Regions from separate parts of the Sus scrofa genome. Here region 2 is linked to region 1. A link is a contact called in public Hi-C data. All regions are on one chromosome and are shown on one strand. Each heading gives the region's core, a stretch centred on a gene start, on an enhancer-like site or on the middle of the called end of the contact. The rest is flanking DNA. Distances are from core to core; before and after follow the strand shown. Region 1 holds the start of FAM219A (protein FAM219A). Region 2 holds the start of NUDT2 (nudix hydrolase 2).

Region 1 (4,123 bases), core at 975-3,474:
CCAGTGACCCCTTCTTTCTTCCCTCTCGCTGAACAGCTACTGCCTCCTTCTTAGGAACCCCGGATGAGAGGCAAGAACCAATTCACTGCTTTCTTCTCCTGACTCACTCGGACCTCCTCCTTCATCTGCCCTTCCTTTTGAGTCTTGATTAGATACTTAGAACTGAAAGGGCAATCTAGTTTGACAAGCCAGAGTTGACTGGAAAGATAATTCAGGAAGGAAAGTTCTCTTAGCCCAGCCTCAAGTTCTTCTTCAAGTTCATGGGACAGGCTTCTCACCAGGATTTTCTGGCCCTCACACAATCCAGTGATGCTATCAGGCTAGGAATAAAGTCCAGCAACATCTCTCTCCCAGTGTAATGTTGTACCTTTTTGCAGAGCTACTCTGTTTGGGCTTCTAGAACTGTCTAAGCAGTCACAAAAGGGAAGGAAAACCACTTATCTCCTGTGAGGTGGCCTCTAATGATTCTCCCTACCATCCTCAAAAAGGTGCGCTTAGGGTTGGTCATGGGTCCCTGCCAAGGTCTGCTTTGGCTGCTGTAATGGACAGGTATTTGCTCAGAAAGCCACAGAGCACATCTGTCAGCCAGAGGCCTGGGAGGCCCAAGGTGAGAACCTGTTCCTTACCTCCACCTAACATAGAGGGAAGAGGGTTAGGGAGCCCCAGATCTTCAAAACCTGGAGAGCTCTGCTGAGCTCCAGCTGAGCTCAAGAGAATTGGGCCTGCACACCTTCAGGTTCCTGGCCTGCCTTGCCCTCTTCCAGTTCCCCCTTGGGTTCCAAGTGGAAAAGGAGAAGGAAAGGCAGAGAATAGAGCCAGGCACTCCCTCCCTTCCCCCTCTCCCTATACCAGCTGGCTAGGCCTCGGCGTCTCCCGCCCACTGGGTGGACAAGCCAGTCAGGTGGCCCCAGGGAGCGGTCGGTGGTCAGAGGGTACCGTCTCCCTGAGGCCGGCCTCCGTGCATCGCCCTCCCCCTTCCATTCCCTGTGCGCCGGCAGCGATGACATCATTCTTCCTTGACTCCCGGGCAGCGGACAGGCTGCAGGATCGGCGCCCAGCAAGGACTCTAAGCACGTAGGCCTAGGATGCTGGGGGCTCTCCCGAACCGGTGGGCACAAGCGGCTCCAGAGCGGCCCCGCCCCCTCTCCCCCGGTTCCCGAGCTCTCTCATCTGCGCCCCGGATTCTCTGTTTTGCCACAGTGCTCTCTCCTTCCCGGCTCCAGCACCCCCAGGCTAGATTGACCACGTTCTCCTCCGGAGAACGAAATTCCGGGGTCCTGCATGGACTCTCCCCCTGCTCCCACTGGTCCACGGTCAGTCCCCGCGTTCCCATACATAGCCAGTGAACTGGCGGGCAGGCCCCTCCTCCTCTACAAACCAGTTCGGGTCCCTCAGACTGTCTGCTCGCTGGCCCCATCCCCCGCTCTGAGCATCACAGGCCTTTAGGTCTAAACGCCTCCCTACCTCTCACCACAGCCCCTGGGCCTGCCACCGGCGATGCCCCATGACAGTTCCCTTCTTTCCCCCGTTATGGGCCTCCACTAACGGTGTGCACCATTGTGCCCCCGCTCGGTTCCATCCGACGGCACTCCCCGTAGCTCCCTTGGCCTGCCTTCGCTGACAGTGCTCTCCGCCCTTACAGGCCCCTTTGCTATCATCCCACGTATTCTCCCACGGCTTTCTTGTCCTGCAAGTCTCCCTCCCCCGGAGAGGCATTTTCATGGCCCTCTTTGCCCCATCCGAGGCGCCCTCTCCGCACTGTCCCCCAGGCTTGATTCCCTCCCTCCTCCTCAAGGCAGCGCCCCCTCCCGGCCCTGGCCTGCCCGCCGCCCGCCCCCTCACCAGCGGCTGCATCTCCGAGTGCGCGGTGGGCACCTGGAACCGGTCGATCTCCTCCATCATGGTGCCGGTGGGCGAGCGGGCCAGGGGCCGGGCGCGGCCAGGGACGCCGACGGGACCGCGCGGGGCGGCGGCCCCAAGGAGCCTGGTGGGTGGTGCAGACTAGGCCGCCCCGGATGAGTCGGGCAGATGGAGGGGTGAGCGCGGGGCGGGAGGTTTGCAGGCGGGCTGAGGCCGGCGTGGCTCCGTCGACTCGCCTAGCACTACAGCGACTGTGGCCCGGCAGAGCCGCAGGTCTTGCCTCGCCTCCTCCTCCGCCGCCGCCTCCTGTCAGCAGCTCAGCCACTGCGGTGACTCGGCAACTCCACTTCCGGGTCCGGGACACCGCCTGAAGTCTGCATTATTCATGAGGAGGCGGTATCTGGGGCCCTAGCCCCTCCCACATGCAGGAGTTCCGAATCGCAGGGCAGCGAGTCGAGTCTTGACGGAGGGGGCCGGGCTTAGCGGAGCTGGGGGTTCCCTGCTCGCCCAGCCCCGCCTTTTCCTCCAGCCGTGAGGGGGCGTCGGAGGCGCCTGCGCCTTGGCTGCCGGTTGGTTGCTGGGTAACCGCGTCAGGGAGGAGCCGATTCCACTCTGCAAGGGCACGGAGACCCACAGCGACAGTTGTCCCCAAAGAACCCCTGAGATTGGGAATTGAAGTGAAAGAGAATCCGGATTTCCTGTGCATGATTGAGGGAACGGACAGTCTTCTTGTCCTCAGGCGAGGGAGCGTTTTGTAGGTGCTCCAGGAGTTGAGGTGCTTCCTGCTTCTTTGAAGATGCCCCACAAACAGCCGCCTCATAAGCAGGTAACACACACCGAGACCTGCTCTATCCCAGTGACCTCTGACCTTCGCTGCCAGTGACCAGTGATCATACCTCTGCGACTGATCCTTCATCTTCCTTTCCCTATTGACCCCTAACCTTCTCTCTCCCTGTGACCCCTGGCCTGTGTCCCCAGACTAGCTCTCTTCCATTACTCTTAGCCTCCTCTTTCACACTGCCCCTGACCCACTGTTTCCCACCACTCTTTGACCTGTCCTCTCACCATTGCACTTCCTCACTCCACAGACCCCTCCAGAGCAGCCCATCCTCCTTAAGCACACCCCTCCCCCCGCCCCCAATATGTTCCTCTTTGCCCTCACATTCTTCTCCCAAAGAAATTATTTTTTCAGCCCTTTGCTATGTGCTCCGTGCTGGGCTAGGTGGAGACACAGGCCTTTGGGAGCTCACAGAGGGAGTTTGGGAGAACTGCATGAGAGACACAGAGGTTAGGTGCAGGCATTTGGTTTAGATCTTCTGTGTTTGGAGACTCATAAGGAGAGAGAGCTCACTGAAAGAGGAAGAGGCGAGAGACCCCTTTCCTGTCCCCATTCACGTGCTGAACACTCCAAACTGTCCTTGTTGCCACCTGGAAAGTCATCACCCCTTCTCCCAGGAAACCCAAGGTGACCCTTTCACCCTGGAAGGAGAGGTAAAGCCCAGCTTCTCGAGGAGCCTCTGTGGTCAAGCCATGCAGTCCTACAAGAGTCACTTTTTCCAAACTCTTTATGAATTTATCACCTTGGGACTAATATGCAGCTTCTGGCTTTTTGAGGCAGAGCTTCTATTTATTGATTCTAAACTTCCATCACTCAGGCCTGGGTGTTTTGAGGTTTGGAGAGCAAATCTATGTGCATGCTGCTTGTGACTTTACATATTTTGGTCTGGCCTCCTCCATGTTAGCCTTTGTTCCTTTGCTTCTTTCACCTGGCCTTCTGTAGCAGGTGCACCCATCATTCTTAGATCTCTGCAGCCATGGGGAGGATGCTATTCCCATATGGCCTTGCCATAGTTTAATGTTGGGGTTAAACTGTGTTTGCAGCTCGTGTACTGTACTCAGGCTTAGCAACTATTTATTTGTATACTTATTTATGCTATTTTAGGGCCACACCGGTGGCATGTGGAGGTTCCCAAGCTAGGGGTTGAATCAGAGCTACAGCTACCAGCCTATGCCACAACCACAGCAACGTGGGATCTGAGCCTCATCTGAGAGCTACACCACAGCTCACAGCAATACTGGATCCTTAACCCACTGAACAAAGCCAGGGATCCAACCTAAATCCTCATGGATCCTAGTCGGGCTCATTAACCACTGAGCCATGAAGGGAATTCCCAGGCTTACTGACTCTTAATTTACTTGCAGCTTTATTTATTTGTCTGTTTTATGTATTTATGTATGTATGTACATATGTATTATGTATGTA
Region 2 (4,084 bases), core at 584-3,083, 110 kb before region 1:
CAGTGGTTAACGAATCCGACAAGGAACCATGAGGTTGCGGGTTTGAACCCTGGCCTTGCTCAGTGGGTTAAGGATCCAGCATTGTCATGAGCTGTGGTGTAGGTTGCAGACGCGGCTGGGATCCAGCGTTGCTGTGGCTCTGGCATAGGCCGGTGGCTGCAGCTCCGATTGGACCCCTGGTCTGGGAACCTCCATATGCCACAGGAGCAGCCCAAGAAATGGCAAAAAGATAAAATCAGATTGTTATGATCATTATACAACTACAAATGTGATAAATTCATTTGAGTAATAAAAATTTTCTTAAAAAAAGAAAGAAATGGCAAAAAGACAAAACAACAACATTTTCCTAAACACATTTAAAATATCACAAGAGCTGTGGGTCATTAAGAAACTGAGATCAACTCTCTTGGCATCACAGCAACAACAGAATGGTTTTGTTTTGGTTTTTTGGGGTTTTTTTGTCTTTTTGCCTTTTCTAGGGCTGCTCCCATGGCATATGGAGGTTCCCAGGCTAGGGGTCTAATCGGAGCTGTAGCCGCCGGCCACAGCCACAGCCACGCGGGATCCGAGCCTCGTCTGCAACCTACACCATAGCTCACGACAATGCCAGATCCTTAACCCACTGAGCAAGGCCAGGGATCGAACATGCAACCTTATGGTTCCTAGTCTGATTCGTTAACCACTGAGCCACGACGGGAACTCCAGAATGGTGGGGGTTTTTTTTGTTTTTTTGTTTTTTGTTTTTTGTTTTTTTTAATAAAGGCTAATAGAAAGTCTGATAAAATACACTGGGAGACCAAGACTAAAAACCACAAGACGGAAAGGAAGAATTGTAGCAAGTAATCCAAAAGTTTTCCCTTTCACAAAGAGTGGAAAGGCCAACCGTGAACTTTCAGGTTCTGCTGAATATGAGATTACGATGTCCTCCCCCATACCCATAAAAATAAAAAATAATCTCTGTATGGAAGGAAAAATGCGGCAGGGAATAGAGAGGAATTCAACCTATCTGAGGTGAATTAAATTTAACTCAACAAATATTTCTTGAAAAATCTACATATGTAAAGTTGCTTGCCTTGCCTCAAAGACCTCTGAATTAGATGGGACAAGAGAGGAAACGGGGGTTCGCGGAAGTACACAAATAACCTAAGGCGGAACAAAAATGCTCTAAGAGAGGTTCCAGTTAGGGTTAAGGGTTCAAAGCAAGAGACTCAGAAAAGGCTTCACAGGAGAAGCCAGGAAAAAGGCGAGTTCGCTGGACGTTCGGACACCCGAGAGAAGCCAATCCCCGGTTCCCTTGCAACCACCCGCCTCCTCACGCGCTCGGCGGGCGCCCTGCGGACCTTCTCCCGCGGGGCAGGCACCAAGGCTCCCGACCAGGCCACCCCGCCCCGGTGTTCCCTCGCCATTTCTCACCTCGGAGGCTTCCAAATTCCTCCTCGGTCAACCCTGTCTGAGGACAAGAGAAGACAACACCGAAAGGTGAGAGCCCCTAGGCGGGCGACCGACGCGCACTGTCAGCTCCGGAGCTAGAGACTGCGGCCAGGCCGCATCCCTATGGCAACGCCGCCAAGCGCTGGTTCGAACGCCCGCGCCGACGCCCGCGCGCCGGCAGTCCCGCACATTCCACCAATGGGCATCCAGGGTACTCGGGAACGTGAGCCGCCCTCTCCTCTAGAAGACCAATCAGGACCCGATGAAGCAGTGGGCGTATCCCTCAATTTCCGCTTTTCAACCAATGGTTCCGCGTAAGTGAAAATCTCGCGATGTTCTGAAAGAGAAAACTGGAGCCTTTGAGGCGGGTTCCCATCTTTTTGCCCCAGAGCTGTTGGTTGCCCAGAGCGCAGCCGAGCTCTCCGGATTGGTGGGTGCACCCCAGTCTCTGTCCAGGGCCCGCCTTCTGCCTTTTTCTGCTTCGGGTGAGTAGCCTTAGAGAGGGATCCTTGGCTTTAGTTCTCCGCGGAGAAACTGAGGCTCAGGGCAATGAGAACCTGCAGCTGAATAACTTCCTGTGGCTGCACGGTCAAAGATGGACGTGCTCTCCTCCAAGCTGACAGTGTGGCGTGTGCAGGCCAGGCCCCCGCAGTTCGCAGGATCTCAGTTTTCTTATATGCGCAGGGAGAAGGGAGAGATCAATGGCCCCGCGAGCCTTGCTTAGCCTCATGTAAATGGTGATCGAGTGGGTCTTCAGAATCCCGGAGTTCTGTGTTTAGGGCCCAGCGATCCGAGCGCCATACCTTCTCCTCCCTGGACCTCAGTTTTAACTTTGTTGTTACCCTTTAAACCCTGCCTACTTTCCAAAAGAGGTTTTATATTTTCTAATTACTTCATTTATTGAATCGATAATATTGTAATTATAGCAGAAGTAAAGTCACCCGAGAGTCCCACTACCTAAAACATAACTTACTGGAGTTTTTTTGTGGCTCAGCGGGTTAAGGATCCGCTTTGTTACTGCAGAGGCTTGGGTCACTGCTGTGGCGCGGGTTTCATCTCCAGCCCGGAATTTTCATATGCCAAAGGGCACAGCCAAAACAAAATAGAACAGAAAACTTCCTTTTTCCCTTGTGGCCTGTTTCGTACTCTGTGTATTTGTTATATTTCCTAAGGAAAAAAAATATATATGTTCGAATACCTACGTATACACATATAAATGGCAGATTAAAATAAAATGGTAAATTAAAATTAAAACTCAATGCAATGGAATAGCCAAATGCAGCTAGTATAGAGCAAGGTTGGGAACGATGTTGGGAGATAGGCAGATCTACCTTTTTTTTTTTTTTTTTTTTTTTTTTGCTTTTTAGGGCCGCAGCTTCGGCATATAGAGATTCCCAGGCTAGGGGCCCAATCGGAGCTGTAGCTGCCAGGCCTACACCACAAGCACTGCAATGCCAGATCTGAGCCGCATCTGCCACTTAAACCACAGCTTACGGCAACGCGGGATTCTTAACCCGCTGAGCAAGGCCAGGGATCAAACCTGAATCCTCATGGATGCTAGTCAAACTCGTTAACCGCTGAGCCACGACGGGAACTCCGCAGATCAACTTTTAAGTCACTATCCAGACGTACCTCTGGGCTATAGTTTCCTTTTAGCTCTCCGGAAAACTGACAGTAGCTCCATGTAGGGTTGTGGTGAAGACTAAGTGAAATAATGAAGGCAAAGCACTTGGCACAGTGCCTGACAAGTACTAATTCTTCAAAAAGTGGTAGCTATTATCTTCATAAGAGAAACAAGAAAATATACTAGCTGATGGGGCCATTAGATTTATTGTAAATGAGTACCCAATTTAGTTCAAAACTCGGCAGTTAAATACCTAATAATTAAGGAAACAACCCATTCTTCAAAAGAGTGAAATTTCTTCTTGGTACTTATATTAAAAGGAATTTATCTTATGGGACCTTATACATAAGGGATATACATGGTGTGATGAAGAGTGTGTTCACCTGCACTTTTTTTTTTTTTTTTTGGCCGCACCTGCAGCATATAGAAAGAATTTCCCCTGCCAGGGGTTGAATTGGAGCCTCAGCTGGGGCCCACGCCACAGCCATGGCAACACAAGATCCAAGCTACATCTTCGACCTATGTCGCAGTTTGCAGCAATGCCATATCCTTAACCCACTGATGGAGGCCAGGGATCAAACCCACATCCTTATGGATACCAGTCGGGTTTGTAACCTGCTGAGCCACAAAGGGAACTATAAGCACTGGCACTTTTGCAAAAAATATGAAAAGCCATGTCTTGATTCAGCTGTCAATAAGAATAGAGAGCATGCCATTAAAACATAACATAGAGAAGCTTTCTGATGACCTTTTGTGATACAGGAGTAAGAGTGACTCATATTCAGTACTTCTGATATGTCAGACCCTCCAATTTATTTCAAATTCTACAACAGCCGTGATAGGGAGTTACTGTTGTGCAGCGGAAACTAATCCGGCTAGGCTGAGATTGCAGGTTCGATCCCTGGCCTTGCTCAACAGGTTAAGGATACTGCATTGACATGTTTGTGGTGTAGGTCACAGATGCAGCCTGGATCCCGCATTGCTGTGCCCGTGGGTGTGGCCAGCACATGTAGCTCCGATTGGATCCCT

Evidence for each region. Hi-C and Micro-C count contacts between places; a contact is called where the count stands out from the background.
Region 2: a contact with region 1 is called in a Hi-C map of skeletal muscle, with 4 times the contacts expected there. The contact joins the promoter of NUDT2 here to the promoter of FAM219A in region 1. A contact is called at or near these places in 3 of 47 Hi-C or Micro-C datasets (embryonic fibroblasts, heart right ventricle and skeletal muscle).

The regions. Positions count from the first base shown.
Region 1 is chr10:32,353,729-32,357,851 of Sscrofa11.1, reverse strand. FAM219A (protein FAM219A) reads right to left here and starts at 2,224. Exons shown (of 6, transcript XM_013980170.2): 1 at 1,843-2,224. The coding sequence starts at 1,902. DNAI1 (dynein intermediate chain 1, axonemal) reads left to right here and starts at 2,408. Exons shown (of 20, transcript XM_021064678.1): 1 at 2,408-2,686. The coding sequence starts at 2,657.
Region 2 is chr10:32,464,584-32,468,667 of Sscrofa11.1, reverse strand. It overlaps NUDT2 (nudix hydrolase 2), which reads left to right and starts at 1,833. Exons shown (of 4, transcript NM_214309.2): 1 at 1,833-1,916. The region is part of intron 2 of KIF24 (kinesin-like protein KIF24); the gene reads right to left.